Linked DNA regions of Mus musculus: region 2 is linked to region 1. The links are chromatin contacts, called in public HiChIP or PLAC-seq maps. All regions are on one chromosome and are shown on one strand. The core of a region is the stretch at or near the end of the contact, and the rest is flanking DNA. Distances in the headings are between cores, read along the strand shown. Region 1 overlaps Gm30298 (a long non-coding RNA gene). Region 2 holds the start of Cdca4 (cell division cycle associated 4).

Region 1 (6,711 bases), core at 2,642-5,141:
GCATCCCTAGCCAGTCCCCAGTCACAAGAGTATGTTTTCATATGACCAACCCCTGACATCCACCTACGAAGACACCTTGGCAGCCTTCCCTCTCTTCCTTCCGAGATGGAAGGTAAGCTTGAGTAAGCCACCCGCTCTTGCTCCCCAATGGCACCTGCTAGTTGCTTGCTTTCATTACTATTTCTTAATATTTATTTATGTGTGTGAATGTTTGCCCATGTGTATGTATGTGGACCACGGACATGCATGGTGCTTGCAGAAGGGTCCAGGGTGACTTCCAGGTGGTTGTGAATTGCCACATGGGTGCTAGGAATAGAATTCTAGCTAGTTCTCTGTAAGAGCAGGCAGTGCTCCTAACCGATGAGCCACCTTCCAGTCTTACTTATTTGCTTTTAGGTGACTACTAGTGATTCCACTGAAGGAACCTTGATCTGTCACCTGGTAAGTCTCTCTGCAGCATGTTTGGCCAACTCAGGAATAAACTGTTACTATTTTGCAAAACTCCTAGCTTCATTGATTAGCAAACTGTGTAGGGAACAGGCAAAATGGGCCATTGAGTAATGAATGCTTCTTGCCATTCTCCCGCCCATCCATTCATCTACCCTCTGACCATCCACTCTTCCATTCACCCATCTAATCACACCTCCAGGCAGTACAGCTCTACAATGCCCCCAGTGTCTGTGGTGGACACTGCTTCCCAGAAGTACCCATTGGCTAGCCCTGGGGTGCAGAAGGAGCCCCAGGAGAAAGATCTTCTGAATGGGTTTGGAGGACTGGGTTGGCTTTTTTTTTTTTAAGATTTATTTATTTCATGTATGTGAGTACACTGTCACTGTCTTCAGACACACCAGAAGAGGGCATCGAGTCCCCATTACAGATGGTTGTAAGCTACCATGTGGTTGCTGGGAATTGAACTCAGGACCTCTGGAAGAGCAGCCAGTGCTCTTAACTGCTGAGCCATCTCTCCAGCCCTGGGGACTGGGTTGTTAACATCTGGTGGTGGCCCAGTGACCTTGCTGAAGGGACAGTGGGACACAGACAGTCACTGTGTGTGACAGTAAAGGTGCTTGTTCCTTCAGAGGTGGCAGAACGTGCTGAAAGGCAGGTTTGAGAATTCAGGGTCATCTGGGTAGTGAAGCTGTTGCTGTTCACCCCCATAGTGGTGATAACCCTTTGTCCCTCGTGTCCTAGGTAAGAGATGCAGGCTGGGTACAACTGTGCAGCCGGCTTTTGCATTGTTTGAGCAAGTCCCAAGGCCAAGGCCAGGGGACTTCCTGAGAAGGAATCGGGGCATTGGGGGACATGCATGACACTATCAGCTTTCAGCCCCCAGGTACACAGAGCCAATGTTATCATTTGATCTGGAAGTGCTCCCCACGGGCTTGGACCGTTCATGAGGCTGTGGAACCGATGTGGAACTGAGGTGCAGCGTGAGGAACACAGCAGTGGTTCTCAACCTTCCCAATGCTGTGTGACTCTTTAATACAGTTCCTCATGCGGAGGTGACCCCCGACCATTAAGTTAGTTTTGTTGTTGCTACTTCATAACTGTAAATTTGCTACTGTAGTGAATTGTCATGTAAATATCTGATATGCAGGATATCGGATATGTGATCAACCCTTGTGAAGGGGCGGTTCGTTCCCCCTTTCCCCTGCAACCCACAGGTTGAGAACAACAGGACATTGGGGGGGGGATCCTGGAGGTTGTACATCCTGTCCTCTGCTCCATAGCCCTTAATGGGAGCAGCCTCTTCGATCCCTCCCTCCATCATGATCTAATCTGCCCCATCATGCCTTCACTACCTCAGGGACTGAACCCTCCAAGTCTGTGAACAAAGTCAAACTTTCCTCTACTAAGTGGCTTCTGTCAGATATCGGATCATAGCACTGCATCAGTAACTATGGTGGCCTTGACCGTGGGACGAAGCCTTGTGATGTGTCTGGCCTTCCCTTGGATTGCGGCTGTGCACACTTGCTTTCCGTAGGCCCAGAGAGCCTCTGCTACCTCTCAGCCAACAATGAGAGTGTCCGAACACCTCTGATGTGCCGCCCTGGGAAGGCAGAGTGCTGGGGCGACAGGCCACGGGTCTGCCATGATGTTGGGAGCCAGAGCACTGCCTGAATGTCGCTCTGGGAAGGCAGAGTGCAGTCTAGGATAGGGGCCCCAGTCCATGTTGTTCTGGGTGAGAAACAGCGAGATCTGGGATGGGTGCTGTGTTTCTCAAACTCCTGTGTACCCAGAGCCAGTGGGAAACTCGAGGAGTTGAGAAAGGGGTTCCCATTCTCCTGTGCACCCAGACATTGCTGGGACCTCACGGAATTGGGAACAAGGGTCCATGGGGTGGAATCTGGCTTATCTCCAAGTGAGTGCCAGAAGTACTGAGGGGCTGGAAGAGAGGCCATCTATGGGAGGTCTGGGTGCAGCTCTTCAAAGACCTCCCCAGTCTTTGATGAAGGAGACAATCCTCGCTTATCCAAACTATTATTCATGGCAGATGAAAATGCATAGGTCAGCCGGGCGTGGTGGCACACGCCTTTAATCCCAGCACTCGGGAGGCAGAGGCAGGCGGATTTCTGAGTTCGAGGCCAGCCTGGTCTACAGAGTGAGTTCCAGGACAGCCAGAGCTATACAGAGAAACCCTGTCTCGAAAAACCAAAAAAAAGAAAAAAAAAAAAAAGAAAAGAAAAAGAAAAAAAGAAAATGCATAAGTCTTACTCAGGGTGGACCAGAGATTGAACACCTTTTGCAGGAAGGGATGCCCAGGAAGGGAAGCTCGTTGCCTAAACACTCGGGCCTATCTAGACATCTCATTAGCATGGAGAACTCTAGTTTTTTGTGCTGTTTAGGTGACTGTTGTCATGGTCCCCTTAGTGGTGTGTCGTGGTCACATGTTTCAGGACCAATAGTCTGGCCAGGAGCTGACTCTAATGCCTGCTGTTCTCAATTTTGAGATTTACTGGGGTTTTTAAATCTGCTTTGACCTTACCAGTTCTTCTGTCTGGTGGCATGGTTGCCCCACATGAGGGTCTCAGCCTCCCATGAGCGGAGTCTCTATGAGCCAAGTGCTCATGGACACATGAGTCTACTGCTCTGTGTTGGTTGGAGCCTGTGAGTCAGGCTCTTGTAAAGTCAAACTAAGGGGAGATCTCTGCACAGGCTGTGTGTTCTTGTAAGTGCACCCATGTAGCCACTGTGTAGCACCTGTGTTGCTACTTTGTGGGTTCTTCTTCCTTGCAACCTTTTCTTCCACCCTTCCAATCCCCTATCACTAGATAGGAGAGAAAGAAGAATGGAGGGGAAAGGAGGCAGTGTTATCATTAGATTACTTCCTGCTGGGTTGATTAAGGACACCAAGTTCCTGGGGGGAGTCCGGGAAGTTTGATCTTCACCATCAGATATCTAATTTCCTCCTCTCTCTCCTCCTCCTCCTCTTTCCCCTCCTCTTCTATGACTACTTAACAAACAGCGACCACCACCAACCAATCAACAACCCACACTGCCTCTTGGGACTCATTTATATACCCTCTTAAATGTCCCCAAAGTTTCAAATGTCACACGCTTGCAAAAACTATCTGTAGCAGGCAAAACCACGCCCCTGCTAGAGCACTGGGCAAACCAGTCAGCAGCTGTGGACAGCCTGAAGCAGCCCATGTCCCCACACCTGGGATATGAAAATTCTTAGATTCTTAGAATATTTTTGTGTTTTGAAAGAAACCAAAATTCCAAAATTGTCACTACATACCCATTGGAGTGCCTGTGTGGACATGGATCAAGCTTTACCACTAAGAAGTTTGCTTGGCTGGTAGATGTAAGGAGAACTACTGTTGGCAGCACTATCCCAGGACAGGTGGGTATGCATTGCATGAGGAAGCCAGCTAGGTATGAGTCAGAGAGTGAGCAAGCCAGGAAGCAGCGTTTGTCTGTGGTTTCTGCTTGAGTTACTGCCCTGACTTCTCTCAAGGGTGGATTGTGACCTGGAAGTGTAAGCTGAGTTGTTTTTAGTCATGGTGTTTATCACAGCAATGTAAAGTAAACTAGAACAGACGCAAAGCCCTTTAACCACCATAGAGGCTGGACTTGAGGAAAGAGATACAGTTAGGAAGTCACTGCTGTCCTCTGTGGGCATCCTTCCAAGCCTCCCCCAGGACCAATGGGCGACTATCCAGGTGGACCGGGGGGAGAACAGCCCGGCTTTCTGGGGTTATTATATACTAGTCATAAATTGACGCTCTTTAATCCCTGGGGCTCATCATGTTTCTAAGATCACAGACCATGAGCATCAAGTGACAAAAGGCTCAAGTCCTCTCACAGGGTTCTAGTGACTCTTGGGCATGTCCTGTGGTTAAGTCCGTGGATCTAAAGTGTGTTGAAGTTGGACATATGTGACAGCTGGCATGAAGTCCATGCTTGTCTCTGTGATCTATAAGAAGGGCCTGGGAAGGAGCCTCTAGGAAGGAGGGAGACAGATTCTCTCCACAGCCTCCAGCAGGATCGACCCTACAACCCATTGCCTCAAGTCTTCTGGTCTCCAGAAGAAGAGAATGAAGTGGTCATTTGTAGTGACTGGGTTTGTGGTGGTTTGCTTTGGTAGCAGTAGGAAACTCATAGACACCCCTTTGCTGCTGTGTGATTCAATGCACAGGTGGGTGGGTCTGTGATGCACAGGTGGGTGGGCCTGTGATGCACAGGTGGGTGGGCCTGTGATGCACAGGTGGGTGGGCCTGTGATGCACAGGTGGGTGGGCCTGATGTGGCAGTAGACCATCATAGACCATCAACAATGGCAGCTGTTCTAGATGCTCATTCTGGTTTATTTATAAACAAAGCCTGGGCTGGTCTCAAACTCAAGAGCCCCCTGCCATAGCCTCCTGGGTGCTGGCAGTACAGGTGAGATCATGTGGGTGGGGTGTGTGATCTTTTTGGAGTGAACCACCACTCCTTTGAAGCCTGGTATGAAGTTACTAACCTTTGTTTTTCCCTCAGTCTCAATTAATATGGCCAATCAGAAAAAAAAACAAAAACAAAAACATTCCTTCCCTCTACGTGGCATTACCCCACCCTGGTGACCTTGTCTCAGGATCGGGTCACCTCTTGTCTTCTGTCAGAACAGTTTACAGAGCCTTTACTACCCTCATGTCTCTCGAGTCCCCTCCTTTACTGTGTCACTTCACTTGGACCTGATCCTGGGGAGGTGACAAGCCATTAAACCCCTTAGACAGACTGCACCAGAGTGTGAGAGACAGATAGACTTCCCAGGTGGAGATGCAGCTAGGCTTCCCCTTACGCCTCCCCTCAAAGTAAAAGACAAATGGCCTCAACACGTGCCCCCTCCCGAGAGAAACAATGCAGTGTGTGGTGCGAGTGTGGGTCTGGGAGGCTGCCCGGCTCCAGCTCACTCCGGAGCAGGACATGAAGCTTCTGGATGCGGCAGGAACGGAGCAAGAACAAGCTTTACTGTGGTTCCCGGCCGGTACCCAGGCTGCTGCCACAAGAGCCCAGAGACCTAGAGGAGGGTCAGCGGCGGGAGAGGATGCCGATTCTGGGTGTTGTCCTAACGGTAGACCCACGGGAAGATGCTAGAAGGGTGGCGAGCTGTTCTGCTCAAATGTCACCCATTTGAATCGAGCTCTGACTTGGCCCCAAACATCAGCTGCCCCTGTGAGCTCCTCGTGGCTCACAGGGTGATATTTGATCTGCACAAACATAAAATTAAACACGCACAGCAGCATTCCTGTCGTTAAAGGGAAACTGTGAATCCGAGCCAGGCCCGAGCGGGTCCGGAAGGCACAGCAGTGCAGTGGCAGATGCTCCCTCTCCCGGTGTTGACGCCTGCTGCTTACCCTCGGCTCCCTCGGTATGTGTGCGGCCCCATGGGGCAGCCATTTGGCTGGTTAACAAAGGAGCAAAATAAAACCCTGAGCTGGTCTAGGCAAGGTCTGAGGGAAACTGGTACCACCGCCCCGTAGAGCAACCGTGTCTGGGGATGCTCAGAGACCATGACGGAGAGCAACCCCTGGCACGGAGGAAACATCCAGAAGGCTCTTTGGTAGTCTGCTTTATCTTCCAGAAGAGGCATTTACATGGGCTGGTAAGGTGTAGCTCATACGAGGGAAGATGGGATACAGCTGGGAGACAGGTTTACAGATCCCTTGAGGTGTACAGTGAGGACATTTATCTTTAGGGGAAATGCCATCAAAGACATCACCTGCAGAGGGGCCTCCGGGTGGACAAAAGGACACATAGTGGCTCATCCACAAGCTATGCAGTCTTCACACAAGATGGCCAAGGCAGCAAACATGGCACCCTTAAGGAGGCCACTCCCCACTCTTCTAGTGGCACCAAGCTCACTTCATTCGCAGCAAAGCTCTGTCCCCTGTGGGAGAGCACACTGGGTCCCCTCCCTGACAGCCTCACAGAAATCTTTCCACAAACGTCATTTGCAGCCAGGGGTCATTCAAGAGGCAATGAAGTGGAAGCAGCTCATGTTTTGAGCTCAGAGTCTGTGCTTAAATGCAGGACTGGTGTGATGGTACGGGGCGATGAGTCTTCAGAGGCTCCTGCAAGGACCTGCTGGGAGGCTTCATCTTCATGGTGACATGCTTCCTGCAGGAGGGACTGATGGAGGACTATACTTCCCTCCTCAGAACAAGAGAAGAGATGCACTCAGACTTGGGGACACCACAGAGGGCTCTTCCTCCCACTTCGACAGTGT
Region 2 (6,349 bases), core at 1,852-4,351, 130 kb before region 1:
GGGCTTAAGCACAGAAGTTTCCAAAGCCAACCCCCACAGTTGCAAACCTTCTTTAACAAGGCCACACCTCCTAATAGTGCCACTCCCTGTGGGCCAAGCATTCAAACACATGAGTCTATGGGAATCAACCCTATTCAAACCACCACACCGCCAATAGTACAGCTGTTAAGATGTTCATGTAGGACTCTTTGAACAGCACACACACACCTTTGGGTGTGCACTCCCTCCCTAGGACCCCTGAAACCTTTCTGCAGCGAGCATACATTAAGATGGGCAGAGCTCCTCAGGCTTCGGTATGGACATTTGCAAGCACCTGAGATCCTGCTCTTCCTCTGTAGTCTGCATCCCCGTGAGAGGAAAGCCAAATCTCTCACAGAGCCTAGAAATCCTTCTGAGAGCTGGCTGTGGCGAGCTCTTGAAGCAGCAGGGCCTTTCCAGCCATGCTCTCTGTGAGGCCCTACCAAATGCAGACTCCTCTCTTGCCCTGATGTCATTTAGGTGTCAGGTCAACTAAGGTTTCTGTGACGGCTACTCCTGGTTGTCACCTTGATTACATCTGGAATGAACTACAATCCAGAAACGGAGGACACACCTGTGATCCAGATCTTGAGGCTGAAGACACAGACTTCTGACCTGGATCTTGACATGGCATGCATCTTAGTTAGGGATTTACTGCTGTGAACAGACACTATGACCAAGGCAACTCTTATAAGGACATTTAATTGGGGCTGGCTTACAAGTTCAGAGGTTCAATCCATTATCATTAAGGTGGGAGCATGGCAGCATCCAGGCAGGCATGGCGCAGGAGGAGCTGAGAGTTCTGAAGGCCGCTAGTGGAAAACTGACTTCCAGGCAGCTCAGATGAGGGTCTTATAGCCCAAACCCACAGTGACACACCCACTCCAACAGGGCCACATCTTCTGATAGTGCCACTCCCTGGGCCAAGCATATACAAACCATCACAGCATGACACTCTCTTTGGATTCAGATCTGGAGGCATAGTGGTCACAAGTAGCTTAGGCCCATGCAAGGTAGTACACACTTTTAATCCCAGGAGATGAAGGCAAGCACATCTCTGAGTTCAAGGACAGTCCGGGACAGAGCAAATTCCAAATCCAGGCATGGTGGTACACACCTCTGGGCCACGTCGGCTGGAGGACGATGTAAGGAAGTTGGAAGGAGGAAGGCTCACTCTCCCTCACCTGCTTGCACTTACTTGCCAGCACATCTGTTAGAATCTGCATATTCAGGATTCCAGCTTACACAGAAAACCAGATGAAACAACTACCCTCATGGACTTCCCATTCACAGATGCCCATTGTTGGGTTAGCTGGACTGCAAACAGTAAGTCATTACAATAAATTCCCTCAATGTAGAGAGGCAACCCATAAGTTCTGTGATTCTAGAGAACCTGACTAGTACAGTTTCCTTTGGATTCTTAGCCTTACTAATAAAATAATTTAAAACTGTTTCAGAAAGAAGGTCATAAACAATTTTATTAAACTTAGAGGGGAAAAAAAAAAGACAGGATAAACAAGCTGAAAAACCTGTGGCCTCCAAGAGGAGATGAGAAAACTGTCTTTTAAGTCGGGCAAGGAGGTAAAAAAAAAAAAAAAAAAAAAAAAAACCAGAAAGCACAGAACCTCAGGAAAACTGTGTCTCAGGGAAACTGTGCCTTAGGCTTTTAGCCAGTACCCAAAAAGGAGATGAAAGAAATGAAAATGGAGCTGAGGGGGTTCAGCAGGAGTTTAGCACCAAGCCTCGAACCTAAGATCCCTAGGACCCACATGTAAAAATAGCGTAGTCAGGAACCCCACTACACCCAAGGCTGCACCTGGCAACCAGAACCCAGTGACATCGCTCACTCAAGATAGTCAGACACAGTCCTAGTACCCCATATCTACTGGACAGTATGTAAGCAGAGACCAAGAACAATGCTCTGTCCTGCACATCTGGAGAGAAGCCACCCTGATTTGCCCTGCAGCTGGAGAGTCTCCCTAGGATCCTGAACCTTCCAGGATCAGAGACTTATGTTAGAGCCTGGACCTGACCTTCAGCTAAGATACCTAGACAGGTGAGCAGTGTTGGGGAGACAGGCTTAGGACCACATAGGAATTGAGAGTGTGAATGACCCTCAGCATAATGAAACATAACTTTTGTTACACTACTTGTTATACTAACTACACGTTAGCTTACTCAAGACACTCAGGGATTAAGAATACTTGCTGTTCTGACAAAGGACCTGATAAGGTTGTTAGCACCCACACTGAAGCCCACAATCACTTGTAGGCTCGAACATGAAATACAGTCATACATGCAGACAAAACAATGACACACACAGATAAGTAAATCCAAAAATAATAGTAATTCAAAAGAAAAACCATGCTAGTATCCAGGTCAAAGTTTGATGGCATGCCTTTCCATCAAATAAAGGGCAAGTATGCCCAGGAATGGGAATGCATTAGTGAGCTTAGGTGAACCACGAAGCCACAAAGACACGATGTGATGTGTATGCCGTATACTTTCTCTTATGGCACCGGTTTTTCTCTCGAACGCTCATTCATTAGAAGTCCCGGTCGGAAGGAGTTTCCAGTCTTTTCCAGCAAACGAGCTTGCTCCCTGTGCTAATGTGGCATCCCCACTGAACATTCTGCATCCACTCACCTTCCCACCTCACTCCATCCCCCAACCAACGCCGTCCGGACTTGGTGTCCTCGTTAAGATCTTGTGCACTACCAGGACCTTATATTTTAATTTTTCTCAGTTGGAACTCGAACCAGGACCTGTTCAGGGATGCCACCACCGAGCCTCGTTCAACCCTTCTATGTCTCAGAGAAGGTGTAGACATCGGCCATGCCCAGGGCTGGCATTAACCGCCCCGCTGTGAGTCAGGAGGGCCAGGATAACGAAGGAGACTCGGGCACCGGCGCGAGGGGGCGCGGCAAGCACCCTGGGGGCGGGGCCAGGCGCAAGGAGACCTGGGAACTGGGGCGGTGGCCAGGCGCGCGGAACCCTGGGAGCGGAGCGCGCGGAACCCTGGGAACGGGTCGAGCCGTCGACAAACAAGGGATCGGGGGCGGGGCGGGGCGCGGGGAGACTTGGGAACGGGGGCGGGGCGGCCCAGCGCGCGAGCCTAACGGCTGAGGCCGAAGCGCGGGAGACGCGGCCGGCGAGGCTCCGCCTTGCGTGGGTTTGAACAAAGCTCCACCCCGCACGCCACCAATCGGCGCTCGTGCGGCGGCGCCATGGCGACCCTTTGTGGGCGCTGACCGATCCGGGTGCCCGAAGGAGTGGCGGGGTCTGCCTTGCGGCGCCGGTAAGTGTGTAGCTGGTTTGCGCCTTCGAGCTTCTGCGGCATGGGCGGCGTCGGCGCAGAGCACCCCCGGGGCGGTCGGGCGGCCTCAGGGTCCTCGGGCTTCCTGCGCCGGCCGCCCTTCGGCGCTCACGACGCCGCGGCGTGTTGAGTGACACATACCGAGAGCCGGAGCGGCGGGTCTGAGCTGGCCGTCCCGCCCTCCGCCCACGCTCCCCTGCTTCCGCTCTCTCTTCCTCCCGTGGCCTTGCCTTTCTCCGCGGTCCCCTCTTCTTTGGTTCACCCCGCGTCGGTCTTCCACCTCACCTTTCGAGCTGGCCGCCGCTTGCTGTGCGCAGTTTCGGGGGACTGGACCTTCCCTGGCTTTTAGCAGCGCCGAGCCCCAACCGTCTGTCTGCTGGCCAGGGACCGATTCCCGATTCCGGGAGGGCTGGGTGGGCTCCGTGCAGCCGCCCGCCTGGTGAGTGTTGGCCTTGCGCTCTTTTCTTTGTTTCTTGGATTTTCATTCCCTTGAGAAGTGTCTTGTGTTGCCTGCCCTTCCCCTACTGCAGTAGACCCCACTTCCTTCCAAACTCATCATTTATGGCCTAGTAGGTACTGCCTGGCATCGGTGGAACTTGGCCGGAACCCGGGCTCTGTCTTTGCTAGCCTGTCCTGAGGCCAATTGTAACTAGAAAAAGCCTCCAGAAACCTTTTCTAAAGTTTTTCTCCCCTAGGTAGGGTCACCAGGGAAGGGACTTCTTCCAGCACTTGAAACAGACGTACAGCACCCGCGTATTTCCTCCTGGTGGCCTTTGTATCTGACATACGAGATGGCAGAGCTGAGCTGGACACTGATCTAAACGATTCTGGGAAACGTTTTCTGCAAGCATAGTCGTTTGTCTCATCAACCTAATGCATTCAGAAATCTCCCCATTTTAGAGGTGCTAGTCTTAAAAGGAAGGCAGGCAGGCAGGCATAAGAAAGCCCCACATCCTTCCAAGGGTCACTGATACAAAGTCTGAAGCAGACGTAGTGGGACAATAAACTCCATCAAAGGACCATCAAGTTCACTGGCCCCAGGATTTTTCCAACTAGTCCCTCGCCCCAGTTGCTCTTTGAGGAAGTATTTTAACACAGTTGTGATTTTCGTTTTGTTTTTGAGACAGGGTTTCCTGCAGGCCAGGTTGGCCTCAGACTCACAGTGCAACCAGAAACAACCTTACTCTCCTTCTCTCTGCTTCCCAAGTCTGCCACCATGCCCAACTTGGAAACCATTAACTTGTGGTTCTCCTTAAAAAAATCCAACATCCAGATGAATGCTTGCTTGCGGTTACAATCCAAGCCTGGGTTGTCATAGATCTGCACAGGTAAAACCAAGACTCTAGTGGATGGTCAGAGCCCAGGAAGCTGCTCCCACATGGTCACTGAGGTAGGACGGCTCCAAGATATGATGGTTGTGGAGTCCTGGGCCGTCTCTTTACCTCAGGTTGTTGTAGGGTAGTTAGCACTCACTTCCACTTTACTGTCCACCGGCCTCAACACTATCTGAGCCCCCAGAATGCCTGGCTCTTGTTGTTCAGCCAGTGCTTGGGTGGGGAAAATTGGAGGGCACCATTGTGCCTTGACTTAGCTTTGGACTGAAGGAATGTCAGACATTTACCTAGACTTGGAAAGCGATTCTGGCCATCTGGAAATAGGTGTGAGATGTGGAACGTAATTTATACAGAACTTAGCAGGGAGAATTTCCTGTCGTCTTTCATTAGAAGGGTTAAGCAACATCAGGTCAGGCACACAGGTGGCCATGAGGAAGCTGTGCCCAGGCGGTGTAGGAAAGCCCTTTGCAGGTACCATTAGGGCTAGTCACAACCTGTGCTGGTGATGTAGGCCTTCACCCTCAAGCCCCCTCTTCCGTCTTGCTGTCTTTCTAGAAGCTACTCTGTCACCATCCTGTTCTCTTATGGCTTGTGTCCTAGAGTGACAGATAAGCAGACAAGAGTACATTTCATTCCAGGCTTAATTATTTTACTTTTATTGGTGTGCATGTGTATATATACCTTCTGGGGCCACAGAGGACATTGGATCCAAGGAACTGGAGGTATAGGGAGTTGTAAGCCATCATGTGAGTTCTGGGTACCCAACCTTTATCATCTGTCAGTGATGTTTCCAGACACCTTGTTTAAAATCTTTACATGTGAGGATGGTGAACAAGAAAGAACCAAAAAATCACAAAACAAAAATGTTCCACAAAGGCAGGTGTACGCCTTTAGTCCCAGCACTTAGGAGCCAGAGGCAAGACAGGGAGCGTTTGCTGGTTAAAGCTCTGCTGGCAAAAGTTGTGTATACCCGAAGGAAAAGGCACAGCGAGGAGTGTGTTTAATTTACAAAGTAAATCAGGGGTAGTTTGATAGCAAATATACATGGTGAGGGCATATGCTTCTTAGAAACCAGTTTTTTGATGTGTTTATTAAGGGCCTTCAAAATGGTTCTGCCCTACTACTAATCCAGAAGTTAAGAGTACAGAAATAAAGTACCAGGAATAGAAAACCTTGTCTGTGGCTGGAGCCACATGGTGCTGACTGCAGACTGCCTGGTGTGCTTGTGCATGGACGTAGGCACTGGCCTATCAGACAGGATGATCCACTTGCTATATGACATGATAAACAGAACTTGCTGTGGACTCAGCACAGTGGGAGAAGAAAGGGCTAGGAACGAGGAATCTGAAGGGTTTCTCTGGGTGCTTAGAATTGTAGAGCTGCTGCTTTTCCCCTGGGGTCTTAAGTTTCTCTGTATAACAGCCCTGGAGTCACTCTAGACCAGGCTGTCCTTGGACTCACAGAAATCTGCCTGCCTCTGGCTCCAAAGTGCTGGGACTAAAGGCGTACACCTGCCTTTGTGGAACATTTTTGTTTTGTGATTTTTTGGTTCTCTTTGAGACTGTCTAGTGTGCTGTGGAAATAACCAGCTAAACAAGTGAGAATGGGCAGGGGCTGTGTGCGTAGCAGGGCTTCTGTGGCCAGTTCTCACCATTATCTAGTAGCCTTGAGGAGAGCTTTG

The links. HiChIP or PLAC-seq counts read pairs in DNA pulled down with a chosen protein or histone mark.
Region 2: an H3K4me3 HiChIP or PLAC-seq map of the 230-238 cell line shows a contact between it and region 1, with 11 read pairs. The contact joins the promoter of Cdca4 here to the enhancer-like site in region 1. A contact is called at or near these places in 3 of 39 promoter capture datasets (the SN4741 cell line, cranial neural crest and embryonic stem cells), 10 of 115 datasets of contacts at active chromatin or transcription factors (the 230-238 cell line, the SCID.adh cell line, bone marrow-derived macrophages and 5 more) and 3 of 9 other capture datasets (adipose tissue, liver and pancreatic islet).

What each region holds. Positions count from the first base shown.
Region 1 is chr12:112,699,766-112,706,476 of GRCm38.p6, reverse strand. Gm30298 (a long non-coding RNA gene) reads right to left here. Exons shown (of 7, transcript XR_003950268.1): 7 at 6,046-6,638. Among named protein-coding and RNA genes, the nearest start is that of Gm30298, 13 kb to the right of the region's middle. Within about 2 kb of position 3,891, at least 64 of the 459 cell types and tissues checked have an H3K27ac peak or open chromatin away from gene starts, as enhancers often do. A contact at or near this core is called in the 230-238 cell line and pancreatic cancer cells, where this site is marked.
Region 2 is chr12:112,826,273-112,832,621 of GRCm38.p6, reverse strand. Cdca4 (cell division cycle associated 4) reads left to right here and starts at 3,101. Exons shown (of 2, transcript NM_001359234.1): 1 at 3,101-3,316. Gm52009 (apical junction component 1 homolog) reads right to left here and starts at 3,921. Exons shown (of 2, transcript XM_030247054.1): 1 at 3,912-3,921; 2 at 2,346-3,614. The coding sequence starts at 3,921. The coding sequence ends at 2,830.